Regions from separate parts of the Macaca mulatta genome. Here region 2 is linked to region 1. Evidence: chromatin contacts called from public Hi-C data. All regions are on one chromosome and are shown on one strand. The core of a region is the stretch at or near the end of the contact, and the rest is flanking DNA. Distances in the headings are between cores, read along the strand shown. Region 1 holds the start of UGP2 (UDP-glucose pyrophosphorylase 2). Region 2 holds the start of MDH1 (malate dehydrogenase 1).

The links. A called contact is a pair of places that touch in the nucleus more often than the background predicts.
Region 2: a contact with region 1 is called in a Hi-C map of liver, with 2.4 times the contacts expected there. The contact joins the promoter of MDH1 here to the promoter of UGP2 in region 1. A contact is called at or near these places in 2 of 14 Hi-C or Micro-C datasets (fetal cortex germinal zone and liver).

What each region holds. Positions count from the first base shown.
Region 1 is chr13:60,902,510-60,908,059 of T2T-MMU8v2.0, reverse strand. UGP2 (UDP-glucose pyrophosphorylase 2) reads left to right here and starts at 2,147. Exons shown (of 10, transcript NM_001261518.1): 1 at 2,147-2,230. The coding sequence starts at 2,212. LOC106992985 (a long non-coding RNA gene) reads right to left here and starts at 318. Exons shown (of 4, transcript XR_013402760.1): 1 at 23-318.
Region 2 is chr13:61,150,625-61,156,174 of T2T-MMU8v2.0, reverse strand. MDH1 (malate dehydrogenase 1) reads left to right here and starts at 3,017. Exons shown (of 10, transcript NM_001320106.1): 1 at 3,017-3,100. It overlaps WDPCP (WD repeat containing planar cell polarity effector), which reads right to left and starts at 2,435. Exons shown (of 18, transcript XM_015112570.3): 1 at 2,255-2,435.

The DNA of each region.
Region 1 (5,550 bases), core at 898-3,397:
CATTAAAAAATTCTCACTTTACCTTGGTTGATTAGTGTTGCCCAAAGCCTCAAACTCTTCTGTAATTACTGTACTCGTTTATTGGAGGCACTTAAGAGAAGGCCTGGCAATTCATCGGTCCTGGTGCCGGCTATTTGAGTCTTAAAGTGGAAATGTAAAGTCTGAAATGCACTCGCTGCCAGGCGCACTGAGTCTTAGGTGCAGGTGGGGTTGGTGATACCAGGTGTGATTTGACAAGCCGTGGGCTGGCCCTGTAACAGTCCCCAGGCTGGTATCAAGTTCCGTGTAACATCCTCTTTCCTTGAGGACTTCAAGAATCTACCAAAAGAAAAGCACCTCTTGACGAGTAACTTAAGCCAGTTTCATGTTGAATAGAAAAGTAAATGCCTATTACAGCAGAAATCTCTACAGGATTAGGAACTGGGGCAATGGGGATGGTGGTGGTTCCGGTGAGGGAGGCTTCACTTGTCACTTTCAACGCCTAAACCCTCCTTTTGTTAGCTGGCCCCACACAGGCCACTGCCTACTCCCTAACGCATCCTCACCTTCCCCCAACCAGATGTGATGAGGGGAGCAAGCGTCCCCTGAGAATCGTCTGGGCTCCCTCGGGACAGCTGCTGTGGGGAGCTCCGGCTCTATCCGCAGAGCTTTCTTCAGTCCCTACTCAGCGGGAACCTTTTTACCGATTGGAAAAATAACCAGTCGTGCTCAGGTGCTCTCCCTTACTGAGATATACCGGCGAGGCTTCCCTGGCCGCAACGCCGCCGTAGGGGCCGCTCCCAAGCGCGGGATCCCAGGGTACTGCTCATTGCCCAACTCCGACGAGCTCCCAATTGCCGCAACGCCCCGCCCCTTGCCACCTCCGCACATCTCATTGGCCAGAGCCTGCGTCCGCCTCGGCTCCTGACTGGTGGCTGCGCCTGTCGGTCTGTGCGGCAGGGACATTTCCGCATTGAAGGGGCTGCTCCTAATGGAGGGGGAGGGGAGGTGTTTAGGCGAAAGTGGGGGCTTTGGGTGTCGGGAGCCGGCTGACGGGTGGACAAGGGGGGCTTAGCAGCTGGGCTGCGACCGTTAGCGAGGGGCTCAAGGTGTGCATGTGTGAGGGAAGAGGGAGAGAGAGAAGGGCGCCTCAGAGGTGACTTTCTCTCAGCCTGCGAGCCTTCTTCCCGGGGCGCCATAAACGCCCCCAATTTCCCAGCTGCTAAAGGAAGAGGAAGGTGGGTCTCGCTGGCGGCTTGAGGAGGGGCGGGGTTGGGCTTCCGGCGATCCCCTGGATGGGTGTGTTTTCCCCCTCTCGCTGGCCCGCTGTGTAGTCTCAGAGGCGGAATTTGGGATTCTGAGGAGCGCAGTGCAGGCGGGGCGAGAATATGTGGGAAGGGTCAGGGCCCTTCCTTGGGACTCCCGCGCCGGTGCACGGGTCTATCCCTAGCCGGTTACCCCTTAGTGTCCGCTCGGGGGAGGGGCAGCGTAGCCTTCGGCCCTTCCCGAGGAAAAGCTGCGGCCAGGTTTCACTGCTCGAGGCGGGAAGGCAGGGAGCTGAGGCCCCGACGGGTCGGCCCGCCAGAGCGTGGAATTGGTAGCGCCTCCTAGTCCCAGGATATTTATGGCTGGTGAAAATGGTTGCACTGCCCCCGCTTGCCGGCCTCGCCCGCCTCCCCGACCCCTGCTTGGGCGGGAGCCGCTGTTAACCGGGGTTTTCCGGGGAAGCGGCTTGGGGCTGGACGGCGGCGCGGGGAGGGGGCAGCTAGGGGCGCGGCCTGCCAGTGCCTCCTGCAGTCCAGCCCCGAAGGGCGTGGGGACTTGGGGGCGGTGAAATAGCCGCTGTAGGTCCGCCTCTTTCATTGATGAAATTTAAGTTCGTGTGGTTTTACCTTTTCCGGGAGTCTCCAGCTGGCCCTCATTTGTGTCAGGAGCTTAGGAGTTCCCAAGTCGACTCAGTCGCACCAAGTTTCCATCTTTTGGAATTGGAGAAGGAATTTCTTTCTTTTCTTTTTCTTTCTCTTGTTCTTTTTCTTCCTTTTTTTTTTTTTTTTTTTTTTGAGCCAGTTTTAATGGCTTTTAATAAATACTCCCTTAAGTAGTTAAATATAGGAGGAGAAAGAATACGTCGGTTGTTAAAGCGGGAGAGGAGGAGAGACCTGCCCTATAGCGTGACTCCTCTAGAAAAAAAAAAAAAAAAAAAAAACCGGAGTATTTTACTAAACTCCTAAAATGTCGAGATTTGTACAAGGTAAGAAATGCTGCTGCTTATATCCCGAGTTGCTTCAGCCGAATTTCGGTACTGACAGTGGAGAGGTTGGTGGGTGGTTTGGAAGTGGAAATGTTCATTTGAGATAACATTTGCGAAACCCTTTTCGTTGAATTGTCATCTGAGCTGCCTTGAGCTGCTGGGTTGACGTTCCAGACACGTATAATTTATGCTCCTGTACCCTGCTGGGTTTAGTTTTGCCTCCCTGAAATCAGGTTAGTAGTACTGTCGCTCTTCTGGATAGTGGCTGTAAGTGATAAAACAGGATTTTGGCTGCTGATTAATCTTGTTCTCTTTTCCTGGTCTGTGTCAAGGTACCTGTGCGTGCACGCAGACGGGAAGGGCTGGGGAAGCGGGAGGATTGGGAAAGGCCAGGTGGGTTTTGCTGGGACTGTTGGGGAAGCTTTAGTGTTCGCTTCTACTCCGTTTGTGTGTACGTGGTTTGCGTCTCAGATTCACTTATTGCGAAACCGGGAGTAGCCCGAAGAAGCTGGAGGTCATTTCAGCTGGAGAAATGACTTTGCTGCATTGCTGTGTTTATTTTTTTCCCTTTTTGAACTATGAAAAGATGATTAAGGTTTCTTTCAAATTTGAAAACTGTCCTCTAAATTCCACATGTGTATTAAAAAAGGGTTAGGGAATGCCACAACTGAGATTATCAATGACATTGTGTGTATGAATGCATGTGTGTACGGTGCACTCATTGAAATTGGTGCTGCCATAAACCTTTGACACCAGTTTGTAGCATGAGATTTGCCTTCTGGTATGCAAGTAAACTCTTTACTTGTAGGCTCCAGTGTGTGAAAGCTTCAGCCATCTTGATGAACACACAGCTAGTAAAGTTCACAAACACTTACTGTGCTTCCTGATAAATGTAGGTGTACTTTTGGGAAAAAAAAAAGTTGTGTCAGTAATGGCCATCATTTGACCCTGGGAATAAAAATGCCTTTCTGAGTTCTATATCACTTTATTGAGTCTTCTTTAAATTTTGTGTGGTAGATTAAAGAGAATTCGACTGCTTGTGTTATTATCGAAACAGATCGAACACTATGCTTGTCTTTAGCACTAAGCTCAGAAATGTCACTTTTTATTAGACTTCCAAATTCATGTTATACCTTATATGTGGTAAGAGATGCTTATGTTCTCATTGAGTAAATGTCTTATTCAAGAAGAGAAAGGCAGAACTGTTAGAAACGTACTGGTTTTGTAATAACAATATTCAGTTACCATAAAGGCGGTATTTTGCAAGAATATGCTAGGTAAAAGTGGACAAGTTACGTCTCTTTAAAAGTTAGAAATACTATAACCCAAGATGTTCCATGTAGAGTTATGCTTTAGAATAGGTTGCAGAATTGGCAAGCATTGACTGATTTCACAGCCTTTGCTTTGTAAGGCCAACTGTCCTCAGGAGATTCAAAATCAAGTGGTAAGAATGCTGTGTATGTTTGTCATTACTTTGTCATCCACTTTTTTAAAAAAACTTTTTATATTTTGGAATACTTCTGGATTTATAGAAAAGTTGCACATTTGTCAAAAGTTAGAAATTAACATAGGTACATCACTGTTAACTAAAGACTTTGTTCAGATTACCGTTGCCATGATTCAATCCTAGATACCAGATTGCATTTAGTTGCCAGCCACTTTTTTTTCTTTCCTTTTTTATTTTTTCTTTTTCTTTCTTTCTTTCTTTTCTTTTCTTTTTTTTTTTTTTGGTCAAGGTCTTACTGTGTTGTCCACGCTGGAGTACAGTGGGTATTCACAGAAGCAATCATAGTGCACTACAGCTTCAAGCCCCTGGGCTCAAGCTGTCCTCCTGCCTTAGCCTCCTGAATAGATGGGATTTAGGCATGTGCCATAGCCTATGGTTGCCATACATTTTTACTTTAAATGGTAGTTTTCCTTTTAAGATGGGCAGTTTTACACAAAAATATGACACCTCGTCAAAATCTTTTGACATGAATGTGCTCCTGTTTATCGTTGTTTAAATTTTGTACAGTGTGAGCCCTCTACATGTTTAACTCTGCTGCTGTTATAAATGATAAACCTCATTGACAAATGACACAGCTGTCTCCACAAAAGAGCTTTCAAGTATAAGGGTTGGAAATTTTGGTTTTGATTTTTTTTTTTTTAAGCAAATCAAATTCTTTATCTTTGCTGCAGAAAATATTGATATTTCCAATCACTGACACTTAGTAGTTCATGCTCCTTCACAGGGGAGTTAACTAATGTTAGGTTTCTAACTATTTTTTTCATGAATTTTCTCATTAAGCTTTATTAAGAGTCCTGAGATGTAGATTTTTAGCCTGCCCTTACAGGTGAGGAAAATTGAGTATCTTGTCCAAAGTTCGCAGCTTGTATAAATCACTGAATTTTTTTTTTTTTTTTGAGGCAGGGTCTCACTTTGTTGCCCAGGCTGGAGTGCAGTGGTATGATCACAGCTCACTGCAGCCTTGATCTCCCCTACCTCAGCCCCCTGAGTAGCTGGGACTACAGGTGCACACCACCATGCCTGGCTACTTTTCTCCTTTTTTAAAGAGACGGACTTTCCCTGTGTTTCTCAGACTGGTCTCAAACTTCTGGCCTTAAGTGATCTTCCAGTCTCAGCCTCCCAAAGTGCTGGGATTATAGGTATGAGCTGCTAGCGCCCAGCACTGAAATTCTTATGTGAATGTGTCTAAAACCCTTGTCCTTCCTGACATCTTTTGTTGCTTCTAACATTAACAACTGTGGAAATGGCCTGTTTCTCTAGCTAGACTGTCAGTTCCCATTGGGCAAAGATAATATTATATCCTTGGGAGAAATAACAGTGTTTTGTAAGTGGTGGATACTCTAAATGAATTTGTCATGGTTGACAAATGAGAAGCCCACTTAGCACTTTCCATGTACTGTTTAGTAGGTTATCTTACATTTTTGGTTGTAGTTTTTATAACACTTCTTAGATTACATAGATGTTGAGAAAGATGGAAGGGTACAGACTTAGATTTGAATACTGTTACTAGCAGGTGATCTTAGACACATAACTTTCAAACCTCAGTTTCTTCTTAGATAAAAATTGGGCAGTAATGCTTATGCCTCAAGGTTATTGAGAAGCTGAAATGAGATGAACTCTGTGGATGTGCTGGGCACATATTAGGTGGCCAGTCAACTTTACTTTTCTTTCCTGAAATAATGGTGGCCTTTCAGATAGCATTGCCACGTGAAATATAACATGTCATCTACAGAACTAAAAAAAGGCAGGTATGACAGTTCTTTATTTTCCTATTCCAGGTTTCATGTTCAGGCCTAGGTGTTACTATGTTAAA
Region 2 (5,550 bases), core at 1,768-4,267, 250 kb before region 1:
CTGGGCTCAAGCAACCCTCCCACCTCAGCCTCTTGAGGAGCTGGGACTACAGGTGCATGACACTACACTCAGCTAATTTTTAAAAAATGTTTTGTAGAGACAAGGTCTCAGTATATTGCCCAGGCTGGTCTCAAACTCTTGGACTCAAGCAATCCTCTGGCCTTAGCCTCTCAAAGTGCTGAGATTACAAGTGTGAGCCACCACACCTAGCTGAGGTTAAATAATTTTATACTATAAAAAAGCATAAGATCTTGTGAGTTCCAAAGTGCCTTGGGTATCAAGAGCCAACATTCTATTTCAGGGATTTTAACTTAATGCTCCTTTAATATCTTTGCTGGATGTTGTTAGAATAGTATTTCAAACATTTTCTACAATTTGAATTAAATATTACCTTACTAAATAATGAGAGGCTGGGCCAAAAAAAAAAAATGTTAAGTATATCTCCAAATATAGCACAACAGTTTAATGCTCTGTTTGTGGCCTTAACAAAATATGAAAGTCTGCAACACATTCACAAACCACCTGGAGATTCAAACTCACAATGAACGTGCAATGACATATTGTGCTACTTGACATTAGCTATTACCAAAGACAGTTCAAAAGGAAGAGAACAGAGACAATCTTATTAGTATAATTGGAAATGTGCTGACATATCCACCTGACCAAACATCTTCTCTTGCAGTGTATTATATTACCTGAGAAAGGTAACTTATAATCAGTGCTAATATGCTCCTTAACCTGATTTACAAGGTCAACTAGCTATAAACAGAACAAGGCCCAGGAGCTACCATACAGGTGACTTCAATTCTGTATGTCTGGACTGGATGGGAATACGGGGGCTTACATGTTTGTGGCCTTGTTGGAGTATGGGAATAGGACTGCAGTGAGAATTCTGGTTATAAAAACTCTCCCTTGTAAAATTCACTGTAAATCAAGGACAAAAATCATGAGATTGTTTGTTTTATTATACTTTAAGTTCTAAGGTACATATGCACAACGTGCAAGTTTGTTACATATGTATACCTGACATGTTGGTGTGCTGCACCCATTAACTCGTCATTTACATTAGGTAAAATCATGAGAGTTTTAAGGACAAAAACATGGAAAAATCTTTCTGTTAGCAGCTAGTGGAATAATTCATTTAGGAGGAAAATGGGAGAAATTTTTCGTAACTGCTGAGAGTAAAAACTCGGAGAACCTAGGCTTGAGAACAATGTACATCTACTAATTCAGGACTAGACACATAAATTAGAGAGTTTTTGACATAAAAGTAACATTTGAAGTGATGCAACGCATGAATCAGCTCACTGAGGGATTGAGTATAGACAGAGAATACAGCCACCCCAATGTTAAGAGATCACAACTAAAAAAAATTTTAAAACTCGGAAGGACTGAGAACCAGTAATAAAAGAGGAAAACCAGGAAAGTATGTTGGCTGAGAGCCAAATGAATAAACGATACAAGGAGAGTCATTCAGGTGCATTAATAAATGCTAAAAGTAAAGCATTACATTCCTTTCCAAAAATAGCAAATCCTCAAACAGAAATAGAGAAAAATTGAAAGATATTACTTGGCATTCATTTATCAGTCACAGAGAAAAAACGGAAGTTCTAACAATGTTATCTAATCGAGATGTTTTATTCATTTTCATTACGTATATGCTGTGTATGGTACTCCCGAGCATCGTATCTTCCTTTTAACATCCACATGAAACAAGCTTTTAAAGAGCACAGCAATTCTCTTGGCAGCATTAATTGTAAAGAGAACCTCTTAAGTTGTTTTACCAGCTCAGACTGACTGACTAAACAACCAGCGTCTCCCATTCAGCTGCCAGTCTTTCCTCAGAAATGCCGGTTTGGCATAACTTTAAGACTCAAGATGGTATAAGGCGCACCCTGTTTCTTCCAAGAGAATGGGCAAAACTCAACATTCACGGAGGGCTTAGAGAAAATTAGATCCGTATACTGTGACGTCCTGGAAGGGAGAGGCTCACCTCCTACAAAGTAGATGCTCAATAAATATTTTTGATGTAATTCTGGAAGAGCTCCATTTGAGATCGGGAGTGCACCTACTCCAGGGCACCACCCCCTGCAGAATAGTTGCATTCCCACGCCCCTCATACTCCGCTCAGTAAAGGCACCCGCGAACTAGCAGGCATCCGCCCAGTGAATAAAAGCAAAGTGGGACGGCGCACCACCGCAGTCCGGACTCTTAAGGTTAAAAGACAACCCCTTGCCCTCGGGCCAGGGCTCACCTGCCTCGGGATGGGGAAGAAGCGCGACTCCTGGCCGCTTCGGAGTAGGCGTCCCGGCAAAACTCTCGCCTCATCACCAGACACTACCCGGGCAGAAGGTTCCTGTACTAGGTCCTTGGACCCGAGAGGGAGGGACAAGCTCACTTGGTCTCTTGGGTCTCCAGGCCGCCGCCGCCACCACAGTTCCCTCAGGTGTTACAAAGAGTCCGGGGTGTGCGCGAGCTCCCGCATCGTCGCTTAGCAACCTGAGAAGCTGTCCGGTCGTCCCAACTCATCAATTCCCCCGCCCTTCCAGAGTGTGAATCGTTTTTTAAATGATTTTGTTTCCGGGTCGAGCCAGCTTTACGCAGCGGAAGGTCTCTTTACCTCCCACGTTTACCCTCACGGGAGGACGAAGTCTCAGTCACGCGCGTGGGGGGTGATGTCGCTAAGGGGTCATTCTCTCCTCCCTGGAGTTACAAACAAAATCTCTCCCGCCAATTGCCGGGCGCCATCAGGCTGGTCCTTTCCTCCTGACCCCAAATCATGCGCTTGTCGTCGTCCTCCAATCACAGCGGCTCATCCTCCGGGACTACTTTGCAATCGGAGCAGAGCGCAGTGAGAAAGCAGTGAGAAGAACCCCTCGGATCGGGAAGTGTAGTTCAACACTTGAAGGAAACACTTTGGAGATTGCGCCAGAAGCAGGGCAGCGTAAACTACAGTTCCCAGAGAGCGCCGCGTCGGGAGCGGAGCGTTTTCTCGCTAACACCGCTCGCCCTCTCCGAGTCAGTTCCGCGGTAGAGGTGACCTGACTCTCTGAGGCTCATTTTGCAGTTGTTGAAATTGTCCCCGCAGTTTTCAGCCATGGTGAGTGTGGGCCCCGGGTTCCTGCCCACCTCTGGCCCTCGCGCCCTTTTGTGGGGTTTCTTGCACTTTAGGGACTTTTGGGAGGCAGCTGTGCAAGGCGCCGTCCTTCGCGCTCTTTGACAAGCTCGGACTCATCTTCTTGGGATTGTCGCAGTGACCCAGTAATTGGGAAGGGATTGATTTCCACCTTGCGGGGCATAGGGCGCTCTTAGGAGGATTCTGGAGAAGTAGTTGTCCTGGGAGAGGCGCGATCTTAATCCTGCTGCATGGCGGGAGGACAGAATACGACGCTGCAGCTATTTTCCAAAGGATGTTACGGGGTTTGTTTGATAAGGACAATAAGGTTTGCGATGGGAGGGAAAGGTTGGGTGCTAACCCCTTTTTCTCCTCATTAGCCCAGTGTTTATAAGAGCTTTTGTCACAGGGCCCTTGAAAGCTAAAAGCTGGAAAGGTAGTATTTACCTGGTGGTCCAGATTACGATCTGCGTTTGCAGGAGACGTGTTTCCGCCATGTCTGATTTCTCAAAATGTTATTTGGAACCCGTTCATTGACCTGTTTTGTAATGCCAGGATATGTTGAAGTGACGGCATCAGTAGCCAATAACTACTGCGGATAGTCTTTGTTGAACTGTATGTAATGAATTCCAGAAGCACCTCTTTTAAATGTAACAGAGTAACCATTTTGTCATGGAAGACCTGGATAACCTAGATCTCCATCGCTTGTCTCTGCAGAAAGGAGGGGGTTGGTGAAGGAACTCTGACGTAGGAATATTCAGCGTACTGCTTGAAGGTGACATTTGTCATCAAACTCAAAGAAATCGCTTCCTACTATCAATACAATTGCTTGTATTTATAGTTGCGACTGTTTTTCCTACTTTGTGTCCAAAATACTAAAATGGCTGGAGAATGTGGAGAAATGTTTGAATAAATTGGAAATTTCCCAGAATCTGAAAAGACAACGTTTTCAAGGCAAGGGCATTACTCTCTCTGCCTGTGTAACGGGGCCAGTGGAGACAGCTACTAATTTCCAGTAGGTGTTAAACCTAGGTTTCCTATATATTTTGTCACATAATTAGTCATTTAAATTAGGTTTCAGTGGTTTCTGTCCTAATAATCTTAGCTAGAAAGCAGAGGTACTTATTATGTGAGAACCTTGGACTTTTTGCTTTTCGAACTGAATGGGATCTTTTAAAGGTCATCTTGACGAATCTCCCCACTTCACATCTTAAAATTGAGTTTATCGAGACCCAGAGAGAATGTGATTTGTCCCAAGAGTCTCACACTCTTGCCATCTTTTCTATATTGTGTCTTACACTTATCAAGCCTTTCTGAATTTTTATTTTTATAGGGACCACCGCAGTGAGGTCTTGCAGCGGGGGAGAGACGGTGTACTCAACTCCCTGAAAACTTAATTTTTACTAACTGAGATTCTGGATGAAGTTACCAGTTCATACTGCATATACAAACTCAACTGTGTTATCAGCATATAGATTACTTGATAGCTTTATTCCTTGCAATTCAAAATATTGGAATTCTAGAATTAAAAGGGGATTTGGAGAATATATTATCTACTCTTATAATGTAGTCTGGGGAGGTCAGATAATTTTCTTAAGGTCACAGAGAGATTTTGGGCCCCAGATTCTTAGCTGGTTTTCCCTAGTAAGGCCCCACCGCTGGAAGGTCACTGGGGTGCCAGATAACACAGAGACAGAACATGAGGAAGAATTTGTCTGGCAGTTTGCTGGAACTGACAGCAAACTCACACATGACTCAATTTCCCTGCCCCCCTCAGGGGAGTGTGTGAATGGACAGAGTTAGAAAAGAGCCTTGTTTTGTAAGCTCATTCAAAGGGGAGGATTCTTTGCTTGTTGTCTATAGGGAGTGACAGTAAATAAACTGTAGGAAGGAATCTAAATGGTACCGCTTAGTTTTTTGTGTTATAGAAATGCATGTAATTTAGAAATATATATAAATTTGAAAGTGAAAAAGGAATATGTGGATCTGTCTGTGGAATAACAGAGACACTTAAATTCAATCTTTACAGCTGAGAAGTTAGCACAGAGCATGCATCTGCAGGAAAGTCATTGGTGCCCTGCTAAGAGCAAAGACATTCCTTCTTTGGATCTTGGCAGACTGCCCAGATATCTGAGCAAAGAATAGTAACCTATGTTCACACTGTAACATTGTGAAAGTCAGCAGGACTCTCCCACCCTCCTGCTTTTCAACTGCAATGTTGCAGAGGAGCAGAAAGAACCATACGTGGAGTTTTCTTTCTCTGTTTCATCTTCAAACATTCAAACACTAATAAGCCTCAGACTGCCATTAATAAGATGGAATTACCTACCTGTGAAAGTAATTTCTCCAGAAATACAGAAGAAAACTGCTGAGGTGGAATTAACTGTTCATTAGGTCGCCACAACCCCTTCATTAAGGACTGTGATACTGTGAAC